Regions from separate parts of the Mus musculus genome. Here all the other regions are linked to region 1. A link is a contact called in public Hi-C data. All regions are on one chromosome and are shown on one strand. The core of a region is the stretch at or near the end of the contact, and the rest is flanking DNA. Distances in the headings are between cores, read along the strand shown.

Region 1 (4,382 bases), core at 1,001-3,500:
TTGTGTCATGTTTATATAAAGAATATTTATGCATACTTTACCATGTGTTTATTTAGTGTTGATAAATATGACTCCCTCTATTGTGGTACCCTTTGAGGTTGATTCTTTAGGGTCTACTCCAGCCATGACGAATGTCCAGTGAGCTTTTTCTGTGTGGCCAAGAAGAAGAAATCCATCACCTGGTTGCCATCTGAGAGCAGCTGAGTCCTTCCAGGTAGTAAGCCCTTGTCACTGAAAACCACTCTTTAGCTAACCCGATGTGACCCAACAAGGCAATGGTGTCTGGAACCACAGTGCAAGGAAGGAAAAGAAAATCCATGTCATAGTAGGATTTTCTTTTAATTCTTGGCCCTCATTTAAGCAATAGATCAAGGGAAACCTGAGACTATTTTTTCCTGTGTGAACTGATGTGCAAAAGCCACATTCTCCACCTGGGAAGCATCCGGTAAGCTATTGCATCTGTATTTTATTACTCGAGTTGGCCTGGCATTATTAAATATGTGGATTCTCATATAAGTCTCACTGTACACCTGTACATCAGTAATTCCAGTCTTCCTGGAAGCTCCCATTCTGTCCTCTTCCCCAAAGATCTCTTCCTTTTATTAAAAAAAAAAAAGTAGAAAACTCCTGAGTTTGAGCAAAAATTCAAGGGCAAACTGAGAGTCTACTTAAACAGTATTATCTCCAGCCTCTTGTCCAAGATGCCAATAGTTTAAAAACCACAAAACCCCTAAGATTCTAACTCTCCTTTTTTGCTAGCTACCAGGTTCATTATGATGAATAAGCCTCTTACAAGCAAAAGCTGCTTCTAATGTCTCTTGACTGTTTATGGAAAGGTATGTCCAACTGTTGGGTCATTTCAGAAAAGAAAAATAAACAAAATAGATTCTTTGGAAATGAAAAGCTTAGAGGTTTAGTTGAAGATGCAGTTGAGCATTTGTGACTGCATGCATTACATGGGCATTTCTCAAAATGGCTTGTCCTAGAGCAGGCATTCGGCATGCACTGAAGATCGTAATTTATCCCCTGCCTTAGAGTAGAACTACTCCATCCCGTAAGAATGAGACATTCAGAGATTTCAGGGTTATCCACTTTAATTGGGAGAGGAAAATAATTGAAGCTAAAGTATACCACATATGGAGACATTGAGAGAGCCTCTCGTTCCCTTCCCTCCCTCTCCTCCTCCTCTTTCTCTCCTTCTCTCTCCTCCCCCCTCTCCCTCCCTTTCCTTCTCCTCTCTCTGTCTGTCTCTCTGTTTGTCTCTCTGTCCGTCTCTCTCTTCTCTCTTCCTCTATCTCCCTCTTTGTGCCTCTGTCTCTGCAGTTTTCTGCCTCTCTGTGTCTTCCTCTTTTTCTCTAATCTTTCCACATCTTTCTGTGTCTCATGCTCACTTACATACACATACACACACACACATACACACACACATGCACACACACACACACATGCACACACACACATGCACATGCACACACACACACATGCACACACATACACACACACATGCACACACACAAACACATACACTGTCCTCCAGGCCTTGCCTATTTCCCTTGCTTTAGTCTTTCTTACCTACCCTTTACCCTATGGTCTTGCTGTTCTAATTCTCTATTGCTCTGAGCCCCTTTTGACCCTAAGCCTAGCCCAGCTCCCATTTTTAGTCACCTTTTAATATGTATTACTTCTAGACTCTTAGAGAAAGAAAACAAAGAATTAAGCATTGAACATGTGAAAGATTAATGAATGACCTAGAAGACTTGTCAACTCCCTTTGCTAATCTTCCCATACTGCAGTGGGCAGAGCTTACATGCAGCTGGTGAAAGGGGAACTTAACATGAGATCAGCTGAAAAGGCGACTGGTCATCCCTGCCCTGGGGAGAGAAAAAGGATTTCCAATCTAGAAGCAAAGGCTGGTGTACCCTAGGGTGATATGAAAGAGGAACCCAGGGTGAAACAGGGATGTCTGACTTCCCCAAGTGGAGATGAGTCAGAGATGGGGACACTGAGCTCAAGTGGTAACTTGTTTGGCATGCACAAAGCCCTGGGTTCAATGCCCAACGTTGTGTAAATCAGGTACAGTGTACGTGCCTGCAATCCCAGCACTAGGAGGTTGAAGCAGGAGGAACAGAGATTCAGGGTCATCTTTTGCTACATGCAGAATTCAAAGGCCAGCCTAGCATACATCAGATTCTGTCTCAAGATGTACAAAAATGAAAGAAAAAAAGAGAGAGAGAGAGAGAGAGAAGGGCATACATACCCACAGGAAGTTAGATGGTTTGTTCTTGGAGCTGAGTCCTGTGTCTCTTTCTGTCAGGTCTGGTCACATGTCCTCAGACACACCTGTCAGATCATGCAAACTCTCTGGATTCCCTCCCAATGTTCAAACTAACACTTCTAGCCCACTTCCTGGTGTCAAACAAGTCACGTTGAAGAGCAAAGTGATCAATTACGGCAATGAACATACCCAGCAGACCACTGGACGTTCCAAGCTTTAAATACCCAGAAAGGTATGTGTTTTGATACCTCAAAGGAATGTGAAGAACTCTTTTTGTTTTGCACTTATTTGGTATATGTGTGCAAACATGCCACAGCAGGCATGTGGAGATCAGAGGGCACTTCAGAGGAGTCCATTCTCTCTTCCCACCATGTCGGTTCCAGGGATCACTCAGGTCATTAGACTTGGTGGGCAGCATCTTTAGCCACTGAGCCATGCCCATGGCCAGAATGTAGAGAGCTGCCCAGGCTTGTCCGAAGACCAGCGATCTCAGTCTCAAAGGTCCCTTGCACCATAAATTGCTCACCCTCCTTACCTCAGCGGGCCTCACAGAGTCCCCAGGTAGCAGGAGCTGCTTCTGGTTTTGTGGTGGAATTCCTCACAGGACTATAGCCACCAAAAGACTTATCTTTTTAAAAATCGAGATCACCTTCTTCTCAACCTAAACTGAGCATTTTCTAATACTTCTCCTGAGAGAGAAGTCTGTATTTTTATTCAATGCAGGGTGAGGCAGATCTATCTGGTAACAGTTCCAGCTTATCCTAGGCTCAAGGGCAACTTTACTGCCTCTCTAAGAACTTAAGTCACACATACTGTTGTTTTCCTGCCTCTAAATGGTCAGCTTCTAAGGACTGAGGACTGCTTGCCTTAGTAGCAGTGCTTGCCTTGGAAGAGAGACCCAGCCCAAAGGCAGGCGTGGTGTGAGCCGAGGCAGAAGCATTCTCCCGGGCTTGCTAGCCTCAGTCTCGCCAATTTGGGGGACTCTAAGCCAATGAGAGACACTGTCTCAAACAAGGTAGACAGACTTCCTGAGGATGATAAGTGAGGTTGTACTCCAGCCTCATACATACATACACACACACACACACACACACACACACACACACACACACACACGTGTACATGCACCTACACATACATGCATAAAAATAAGTAGGGCTGTGGATAAATAAATTGCTCAATAGGTAGAGTCACATGCTACCAAGCCTGATGACTTGAGTTAGATCCCCAGAACCTGTATGGTGGAAAGAGAGGACTGATTCCCATTGGTTGCCCTCTGATTTCTACACACATGCTATAGCAAGTGCACACACGTGCAAACCAATGTGTACCCAGGCTGTAGTTTCACCAATAGCCTCTCCTGGGCTCTTTTCCTGGTGCAAAACTTCAACTTTTCTCTATGATACCTTCTGTCCTGGGGATCCCACTGCTCCTCTGACTGCAGCTGCACCAATGGCCTCTCCCAGTGCCAAGTCTCAGCTGCTCTCCATGACCCCGTCATACCTCCAAACCAATACCACCTGAGTGGAGAGGGCCTGGGGACCATATAAACATGGGCTTTCTCACTGTGCCCGTGGCAGGTCATTGGGTTCACTTAACACGTCCTTAGATGTCATTGGTCTTGGCTGGGAACTTACTGCTTGAGAGTCTTGTATCCTTTCCTACAAGCAGTTAGACCTGTTTCTCCTCCAGTCCAAAAGCAACTTTAGCCTCCTATGCACATAGAGGCTCCTCCTATGGAGGGTTCACGCTTGGAACTTAGTAGAGAACACAGTTTAAGCAAGGTCCTAATTTCTTTTTTTTTTCCTTTCTTTCTTTCTTTGTGTATATGTGTGTTCATGCCTGTATGTGTGCACATTTAGAAATCAGAAGTTGATGTCAGGTATTTCCTTTGTTGTTTACCTTATTAGTGGAGACATGTCTCACACAGACCTGAAGCTCATTGATTCAGCTGACTACCTGGCCAACCAGCCCCAGGGACCTTTTTATATCCGCTACGTATCACCTTGGTCACAGATACACACTCCCATCTGACTTTTTATACGGGTACCTGGGATCCAACCTCAGGGCCTCATGCTTGCATACGATGCCGACTGAGTTGTTGCTC
Region 2 (4,970 bases), core at 1,710-4,209, 340 kb before region 1:
TTAATAAATATGTTAACTATTTATGGCAAGGAAAACAAATCCCATATGAAGCACTCAGAGCTGTCAGTTTATTCCAGGGTTGGTATTCTCATTGTCTTTGAGATGAAACAATGCCAGCATAGGAAAGAAAAATGAATATCTATCAGGTTGCATTGGCTTGAATGTCCCCTGTATATTCTTTTTATTGGAATACCCATCAGAAGGTTAGGGTAAACAAATAAGATTTTGTTTTAACTTTAGAAAAATAGGTAAATTATGGACTTTATTCCCATTCCTTCTTCCCACCTGGGTAAAGGGTCCTTGTAAGACCAAGAGGAAGCCCTTCTTAAGCAGAAGCAGCCATCTTTTTTTTTTTTAATTAGAATAATGATTCTTCTTCGCTTCTCATTTGCTGATTTGATAAATCCAACTGGTTTTTTTGGTGGTAAGGTAGTCTATCTATGACCCCACGGTGTAAGAAGTGAAGACTAGGCATCTCTAGGGACAAATCTGACTGTCAACTACCTGAATCACTGAGAAGGGAACTCTGGGTTCAAGTAAGAGATCTTTATTCAATATATAAGGTAGAGAATGATCAAGAAAGACACCAGAGATCATCCTCTGGTCTACATATGTATGCACATGCATGAAACAACATTTATGTGACCCTGCTTATTCACATACTATGTGTACATGCAAAACAATAACCAGTGCCTGGTGCCTCCTGTGTCCAACTAGTGGTTGAGCAAAATTTTATCTGAGCTTGCCCATGACTCTTCAAACTTCTAAAACTCTTCTCCCCTTTACTTGTCTACGTGGCTCTTTGGTTTTATAGTTTGACTCTTCTTAGAGTACAGTGTCAGTCTTTTCTGGTATTTTATTAGCATTGACATCAGATTCATTGCAACACACTTAGTTACTTTTCTATTGCTATGATAAGACATCATGCCCAAGACAACTTAGAGTAGAAAATTTAAATTGGGGTTTACAGTTCTACAGGGTTAGAGACTGTCATGATGAGAGCAAGGTAGCAGGCAGGGTGGTATGTCACTGAGGAAGTAACTGAGAGATTGCATCTTAAAATACAACCATGAGGCAGAGGGTGGGGGAGGGCTTTTGAAGCTTCATAGTGTGCTTTCAGCAACACATCAACTCCAACAGGGTCATACTTTCTAATCCTTCCCAAATAGTTCAACCAACTGGGGACCAAGCATTCAGATATATGATCCTTTGGAGCCATTCTCTTTCAAGCCACTGCACAAACATCTGATAGTTTTACTCTCTGTGTGTATCTTCAATAGCCAAACCCTCTTTGTTTTGAAGATACAGACGTATTTCCAGTAGAGATAAGAAGTGTTTTTTTATACACATAGTGAGATAAACCTCACATGTACCCAATATGAGTCCTTGACCAGCACCCCACACAATCCAACATTTTCAAATCTTCAATCAGTGAACATGGATGGTAAACTAATCCATGTCCTCTGACCTAGAAGGCCTTCCCCTTCTCTTCTACCTTGATTATGTCTCATCACACTTAACATTCTGATCAAAAATGCCTTGTGAAAGAGTTCCGAGTCACCTGAGTCAGTCCCTTTGTTTATTTTACTATCTAGTAGATAAAATGGAATAATGCACTCTTTGTATGTTTGTCCTGCTGTAATAAGTAACCCAGAGTAGAGCCATTCACAGTGTAGGGGGAGCAGGGGAAGGGGGAGGGGATAGGGGATTTTTGGAGGGGAAACTAGGAGAGGGGATAACATTTGAAATGTAAATAAAGAAAATATCTAATAATAAAAGGAAAAAAGGAGGGGATTCGTTAGTTTTGTACCTAGAAATTTCCAAGACATCTACCAATGTTCCTTTACCAACACTACCTTTCTTTCTCCTTATGCTTACTGGACCACTAATATAACCCTCCCCCACCCCTGCAAGACTCTTTCCCATCACTTTCCCTTTAAAATCCTTTCCATAAGTCTATGGGTTTTATAGTCTGTGAAAAGGTCTTATTAACTAAGCACTCTATCTCCATATTCTCAGTCTAGTAGAAAGGCACTAATAAATAGCAAAAGCTCTGGACTGGGTCATGATTGTAGAGTTTCATCCCTATTAGATGATATCTAAAGCAAGTATTCCATAAGGGCTTCCCACAGGATTTTTCAACAATCACTTGAAAACTCATTCTAATATTTTTGATTAGTAATGACTTGAGTTTCTGTTAAATTTGACCACATAAAGCACAAGTCTCCTAACTACTTCATTATTAAATCAAAAATATTTTTGTTGGATTCCAACAATGCCCTGTTTAGCCACTATATCAGACTTAATATTGAAATTTTGAAGAGCTGATTTTAGATGTGAAATGTCACTCATGACCTTTCAGGAAAGTATAAAGATAATTTCAGAGGGGTGTAATGGTTTTGCCACAAAAAAAAAAAAATAGAGGTTTCTGATGTCTGTAGGACGATGACCAACCTTTCTTCTATCTGGATTGATTCAATTGGTAGCACATCATTAGAGTACCAGGGAACCTGTACCAGATCAGGGTGTTTTTCTTATAAAAGATTTCTACAAAGGCAGGGGTGATAGCACAGTAGAGGAAATCACAAGAACCCAAGTTTGAATCCCCATCCCTGCTAGCTACCTAGGAAGGCAGCTGTGGTCACATACTTGCCTGTAGCCTGTAACATCAGGCCTGCAGGTTCTGAAACAGGATTGCTAAGGCTGCAAGCAAGTCTCAGCAATCCAGTTCAGTGAGAGTCTGTCTTATGGAATAATGCAGAGACTGATGGAACAGAACACCCCCAGTGCACTAGAAGATACACATCTGCATAGGACTACAGTCAGTGCACTTGTAAAACACACCCCAAAACTGTTTCTAACTTTAAATAGACATGAAACCAACATAGTGGGGGCTCTCTTTGTGGTGACTAATTCTGTGGAGAGCTAAGTAGACATTGGACAAGAGGCTATTTATAGGAAACTAATTTAAAGTAGAAACAAAGAGTTGTGAGAAATGAGGATATCCTGCATTTAAAGAAGTAGAAGTAGAAGTAGAAGTAGAAGTAGAAGTAGAAGTAGAAGTAGAAGTAGAAGTAGAAGTAGAAGTAGAAGTAGAAGTAAAAGTAAAAGTAGAAGAAGTAGAGGAGGAGGAGGAGGAAGAAAAGAAGAATGTTGGAGTAATTTACTATTCTGGGACATCCAGCTGCTGTTTGAGCTAAAGCATTCCTCTTTAGCATGAGCATGGTAATAGACAGGAAATAGATCAAAACCATGGTAAGCTTCCTGGAAGCCAGCTCTGCAAAGATTTAATAGCGGGGGGGGGGGAGGGAGAATGAGTGTGTGTGTGTGTGTGTGTGTGTGTCTGTGTGTGTGTGTGTGTGTGTTGAGCTATGAGCTAAATTCTTAGCAGTCTTTAATATTTCTCACTTTACTCAATTGGACTGAAGAATTACAAATTGAATAAGCTTGCCAGAAAGTGGATCTCTGCCCACATTATGAAGAGCAGATAAAGCAAATTGAAATCAGAGTTTAAAATTAATTTTGCAAAATAATGACCATTTTAGTTAAACATTGAAAAATAAGCCAGAAGTCTAATGTCAAGTAGAATTTTTTTTAAATTAGGTATTTTCTTCATTTACATTTCCAATGCTATCCCAAAAGTCCCCCAAACCCTCCCCCCTCAACTTCCTTACCCACCCACTCCCACTTCATGGCCCTGGTGTTCCCCTGTACTGAGGCATATAAAGTTTGCCAGACCAAGGGGCCTCTTTTCCCAATGATGGCCAACTAGGCCATCTTCTGCTACATATGCAGCTAGAGTCAAGAGCTCCGGGGGGGGGGGGGTACTGGTTAGTTCATATTGTTGTTCCACCTATAGGGTTGCAGATCCCTTTAGCTCCTTGGGTGCTTTCTCTAGCTCCTCCATTGGGGCCCCTGTGTTCCATCCAATAGCTGACTGTGAGCATCTACTTCTGTGTTTGCCAGGCACCGGCATAGTCTCACAAGAGACAGCTATATCAGGGTCCTTTCAGCAAAATCTTGCTGGTGTATATAATGGTGTCAGCGTTTGGAGGCTGATTATGGGATGGATACCCAGGTGTGGCAGTCTCTCCATCCTTTCGTCTCAGCTCCAAACTTTGTCTCTGTAACTCCTACCATGGGTGTTTTGTTCCCAATTCTAAGAAGGGGCAAAGTGTCCACACTTTGGTCTTCGTTCTTCTTGAGTTTCATGTGTTTTGCAAATTGTATCTTATATCTTGGGAATTCTATGTTTCTGGGCTAATATCCACTTATCAGTGAGTACATATCATGTGAGTTCTTTTGTGATTGGGTTACCTCACTCAGGATGATGCCCTCCAGGTCCATCCATTTGCCTAGGAATTTCATAAATTCATTCTTTTTAATAGCTGAGTAGTACTCCATTGTATAAATGTACCACATTTTCTGTATCCATTCCTCTGTTGAGGGACATCTAAGTTCTTTCCAGCTTCTGGCTATTATAAATAAGGCTGCTATGAACATAGTGGAGCATGTGTCCTTCTTACCAGTTGGGACATCTTCTGGATATATGCCCAGGAGAGGTATTGCTGGATCCTCCATTAGTACTATGTCCAATTTTCTGAGGATCTGCCAGACTGATTTCCAGAGTGGTTGTACAAGCTTGCAATCCCACCAACAATGGAGGAGTGTTCCTCTTTCTCCACATCCTCAAATGTGGACTACAAAAGCTACACAGCTTCTGGGGCAGACCCTGTTTCAGGCCTTCATCTTCTGCCAGGAGGCAGGTCTGAATGCCAGATATCTGTGCACCTTCCCTGCAAGAGGAGAGCTTGCCTGCAGAGAGTACTCTGACCACTAAAACTCAGTAAAGTAGGATTTTTACTACATTTATAACACTGGATATGATTTTTTTTCCTAAATAAGTATTGGTCCACTTCTGTGAACTAGTAGTTGGGAATCTCCAAATAATGGACAATATTATACAGCAT
Region 3 (4,709 bases), core at 1,041-3,540, 380 kb before region 1:
GAAGGTAGTACTTCTCAGAGCACCTCTCCATTCAATGGGTTTTACATTCTTTCTTCCCCTTCTTCCATGATGTTGCTAGAGCCTGGAGGATGTGCAGTTGATATCGATGTTCCATCTATGGCTGCATGCTCACAGTCACCCATTCTCAGCACTTTGAACAATTGGGGGTCTTTGCATTCACTACTGCCCTCTACAAAAAGAAACTTCTCTGACCACAGTCGAGAGCAACACAGATCTGCTACCTGGGGTTGCACAACCCTATATTTGCTAGTTGCTTGTAGGATTCAGGGCTTGCATCTGGGACTTCACTAAACGAAGGGAACTCCTTGAGCTCTAGAGACAGCCCATACCTTTAAATCACCAGTAGTCTAACTGCACCGATGTCTAGAGACTTTGGGAAACAGCTGCAATGAAAGAGAGTCTGTGAAGCAGAGATGAGCTGAAGCTCATTGCTCAGGCTGTCATCTCTGTCCTGTGCACACCAATGCCATCATTATTTAGCAAGAACTGCAGAACTCAAACTTGATTACATCATGTGAAAGGCAGTTATTAGTCCCACCACCCAGATCCCAATGTCCTTCTTCCTTCCTGTCCCCCTCCCTGTCTTTCTGCTGATGGTCATTCTGTTTTCAGTGTCCAGTCTTTCTTCAAGTGCTGTAGCTTCATGTACTAACTTCCACTCCAAATCCCTATCACACAGATCTGAGTCCAAGAAGCTGTTATAACTAAGGTTCCTTCGTGAGTGAGCTGACAGATGCCCCAGGGAAAGCAGATCAGGGGTCCTTACAGAATCTGTTTCCAGCTTCACCTCCACAGTTAGGTCTGACCTTTCTTTGCTTTAGGTAGACCTCCATAGGACATTGGGAGATGTCTCTGTGTCCCACACTCATACTCATGTCATTGATGTATCTTTTGGTATTGGAGGGATGTAACATTTTGAGTTATATTTCTGAAACTTTGTCTTTGACAACAAAATCCAGATTTATGAAGTTAATCCAATATCAATGTATTTTCAAATGATATATTTTTACATTTTTCAATGTATATAATATAAATGTACTTGATAACAATGATGGTACTGTAAGAAAATTGCCATCATAACATGATCCTATGCCCTATAGCTCTTTACTCTGTAGCGTCATTTGTAGCTTTGTTATTATATTATTTCCCAAATAATACCATTTATTGTTAATCCTGTCATTTTCTGTTTTTCATATGCTTTCTAAGATTTCTAACGATTATAATTTTTGAGTTATATATAAATGTGACTTTTTTTCCATTTTTATTAGGTATTTAGCTCATTTACATTTCCAATGCTATACCAAAAGTCCCCCATACCCACCCACCCCCACTCCCCTACCCACCCACTCTCCCTTTTTGGCCCTGGCGTTCCCCTGTACTGGGGCATATAAAGTTTGCAAGTCCAATGGGCCTCTCTTTCCAGTGATGGCCGACTAGGCCATCTTTTGAAACATATGCAGCTAGAGTCAAGAGCTCCGGGGTACTGGTTAGTTCATAATGTTGTTCCACCTATAGGGTTGCAGATTCCTTTAGCTCCTTGGCTACTTTCTCTAGCTCCTCCATTGGGAGCCCTGTGATCCATCCATTAGCTGACTGTGAGTATCCACTTCTGTGTTTGCTAGGCCCCAGCATAGTCTCACAAGAGACAGCTACATCTGGGTCCTTTCAATAAAATCTTGCTAGTGTATGCAATGGTGTCAGCGTTTGGATGCTGATTATGGGGTGGATCCCTGGATATGGCAGTCTCTACATAAATGTGACTTTTTAACGATTTGTTGTTATTTATATATACATATATATGTGTGTGTGCGTGTATGCGAGTGCGCGCGCGCGTGTGGTGTGTGTGTGTGTGTGTGTGTGTGTATGGTGATGGGGAAATATGTGCCTTATAAGTTTAGGTACCATGGGAGGCAGGAAACATTGGATATTGAAGCCCCTGGAGCTAAGAGTTACTGGTGGTTGTAAGCTGCTGGATGTTGGTGCTGGAATCTGAACTCAGGTCCTCTATAATAGCAATATGTGCTTCAAATTGCTGATCCATCTCTCCAGCATATGTGTGTGTGTGCATATAAAATTATAAATGTGTGTATACAAATTTCTGTGTGACTTTTAATAAATTATAAAATTCTTTCTAATGATTTATGATATGAATGAATCTAATTAGTCATTGGTTACAACACTGACAGCAGTGACAGACACTGTTCAAGGCACTGGAGAGTCATTGTGGACAGACTTCCTGGTTTCAGGGTTCCAGCAATTGTTGAAGAGCTATCATGCTACTTCCTCTTTCAATAAGAGTTGAGTTTTGTGAATGAAAATGACAGTTAAAACCACACCCTGAGTGACAGTTCACTATGACATAACTTATTAAAAAGTATTTAGTCTTACTGTGGAAGGCAGTTTTAGGAAGACTGAATGGCAAGCACAGACAGTTCTCATATGGTACCTATCCCAAGGCAACCAACCACAAGCATGCCCACCAGCCCCATCCCAAACCAAGTACAGTGCTTGTTATAACCGACAAACCTTTGTCAACACATCATTGCTATTAAAAATCCATAGCTTACATTAGGGTTCTGTGTATGTGTGTGTGTGTGTGTGTGTGTGTGTGTGTGTGTGTGTGTGTGTACATCTATGCATATGCACATGAAATCCATAGTACAATTTTAAATGTCATTATTCAGTTGCTATCCATCTTGTTTGACAAAATGCTTGTTTGACACTACTCTGGAGCTCACCAAGTCGTCTAGACAGGCTGGCTGACCAACCTCAGGGTTCTGCCTGCCTCTACCTCCCACCTCTGGGATTTCAAATGCTCATCAGAGCACCTGGCTTGTTTCCCCATTTATTATTATTGATACATACATACATACATACATACATATGTAATATATGCCTAAACATGTAAATATAACCTGTTCAGTGAATTTTGTCTTACTTGTATGAGTTTTGAACTGACCATTTGATATTATATAATCAATTAGGGGACTCATCCCTAGATGAGACTGTTTCTCCCACCCTCAGCATTCCTTAGTCATCTGTAGTTCTATGTCTAGGTTTGGGGCATCCTAAGATTTCCCCTTCCATGTCTATTGGTGGTATCCTTGCCACTCTTATTTAGGCAGCCGTGGAGTAGCAGAGTTGAAGCTTCCCCATCATTCCTAGGAGGCACAGTTGACTCATAATTTTTTGAACCCCTCTTTCATGATGTTCCTTGAACCTTGGGTACAGGAATTGATGGCACAGGGCTTATTATGTGAGTTTTGGGAGTCCAAGGTCAGATTTATATATTTGAAGACAAGCACCTTACCATCTGAGCTATCACTTCAGCCTGGGCTTTACTCGCATTAAACTTGTAGTCCTAAGGGTTTTTACAAAGGTTCAGAGTCAATTACCCAACATCACAGTGTCATAGAGAGTAGTCCCACTGCCCAACGGTCATTTATACTTTGCTTCTTTACCCCTTTCTCTTTCCTCTTCTCCTTAACCCTAGCTATGCTTACCTCCTTACTGCCCCTGGCTTCCTTTAGTTTTGTCTCTTCCACAATGCACACAGATGGAGTCTTAACAACAAGCAGTCTTTTAGGATTGGCTTCTTTCACTTCCCAATATTCATTGGAGTATCTTCCTTTTTTTTTCATGACTCAATAGCTCATTTAATTTTAGAATGGAGCAAATTTCCATTGTCTGAAAGGTACCACATTTTATTTACTCATTCACCTACTGAAGAACATCTTGTTGCTCCCAAGTTTTGGCAGATATGATTAAAACTGCTATAAACATCTGTGATCTGCTTCACGGGGACCTAAGTTATCCCTGGTTTGGATGAGTGCCAAGGAGTGCAATCGCTGGATCATATGGTTAGGCTATGTTTAATTTTGTGAAACACAGTGAAATTCTGTTCAATATAAGCTGAGCCATTTTAAGTTCCACTAGCAATTCTCCGTCAGTAGAGTCCTATTGGGATTTCGTGATGTCAGTGTTTTAGAGGTGGGCTGTCCCATTAGGTGTGTCTTCTGTTCCTTAATTTTTAAGCCCTTTTCAATTTTTTATTTCATTTTTCTGTGTGTTAGTATTTTTGGCTACATGTATGTATATCACAACATGTCTTCAGTGGTCAGAGAATGTGTCATATTCCCGGGAATTGTGATATGTGAATGATTGTGAGTCACTGTGTGGCTCCTGGGAACCAAACCAGGTGTCCTCTCTATGACAAACAAGAGCTTTTAATCAATAAGCCATCTCTCCATCCCCAGTTTATTCCTTAAGGCCATGTGAGTTTGAATATGTTTTCCTGTGTTGACATGCCATTTGCACATATTCTTGGCTGAAGAGTCTTGTTAGGTGTCTGTCTTATGTTGTAACTTGATTATTTTCTTACCCTTTTCTCATGGTTGGGATTTCAGAGTCCTTTGCATAGTTCAGATGACAATCCTCTAACAGGTGTGTGCTCCACAAATGTTCTTTCCTAGTTTGTGTGTTACCTTCTCTTCTTGGCAAGGTCTTTGCAGAGTGAGCATCTTTATTTTTAGCAAAGCTTTACCTATCAGTTACCTCTCCCAAGGATCATGTTTTGGGTGTTATGGATAAATATTAACAGTTGAGTCCAGGGGTTAGCAGCTACATTCTTTTAAATTTTTATATAAATTAATCTATTATCCACCAGGTTAGTTTGCATGACTATTGAA

The links. Hi-C and Micro-C count contacts between places; a contact is called where the count stands out from the background.
Region 2: a Hi-C map of bone marrow-derived macrophages shows a contact between it and region 1, with 22 read pairs. The contact joins two enhancer-like sites. A contact is called at or near these places in 3 of 484 Hi-C or Micro-C datasets (bone marrow-derived macrophages and cerebral cortex).
Region 3: a Hi-C map of bone marrow-derived macrophages shows a contact between it and region 1, with 25 read pairs. The contact joins two enhancer-like sites. A contact is called at or near these places in 1 of 39 promoter capture datasets (the C10 cell line), 7 of 484 Hi-C or Micro-C datasets (bone marrow-derived macrophages, cerebral cortex, embryonic stem cells and 4 more), 3 of 115 datasets of contacts at active chromatin or transcription factors (bone marrow-derived dendritic cells, bone marrow-derived macrophages and heart atrium) and 1 of 9 other capture datasets (liver).

Annotation. Positions count from the first base shown.
Region 1 is chr13:9,871,144-9,875,525 of GRCm38.p6, reverse strand. It overlaps a transcript of Chrm3 not described here. Among named protein-coding and RNA genes, the nearest start is that of Gm40665, 77 kb to the right of the region's middle. Within about 2 kb of position 2,250, at least 52 of the 459 cell types and tissues checked have an H3K27ac peak or open chromatin away from gene starts, as enhancers often do. A contact at or near this core is called in bone marrow-derived macrophages, where this site is marked.
Region 2 is chr13:10,208,975-10,213,944 of GRCm38.p6, reverse strand. The region is part of intron 2 of Chrm3 (cholinergic receptor, muscarinic 3, cardiac); the gene reads left to right. Among named protein-coding and RNA genes, the nearest start is that of Gm26861, 150 kb to the left of the region's middle. Within about 2 kb of position 2,959, at least 12 of the 459 cell types and tissues checked have an H3K27ac peak or open chromatin away from gene starts, as enhancers often do. A contact at or near this core is called in bone marrow-derived macrophages, where this site is marked.
Region 3 is chr13:10,250,847-10,255,555 of GRCm38.p6, reverse strand. The region is part of intron 1 of Chrm3 (cholinergic receptor, muscarinic 3, cardiac); the gene reads left to right. Among named protein-coding and RNA genes, the nearest start is that of Gm26861, 110 kb to the left of the region's middle. Within about 2 kb of position 2,290, at least 41 of the 459 cell types and tissues checked have an H3K27ac peak or open chromatin away from gene starts, as enhancers often do. A contact at or near this core is called in bone marrow-derived macrophages, where this site is marked.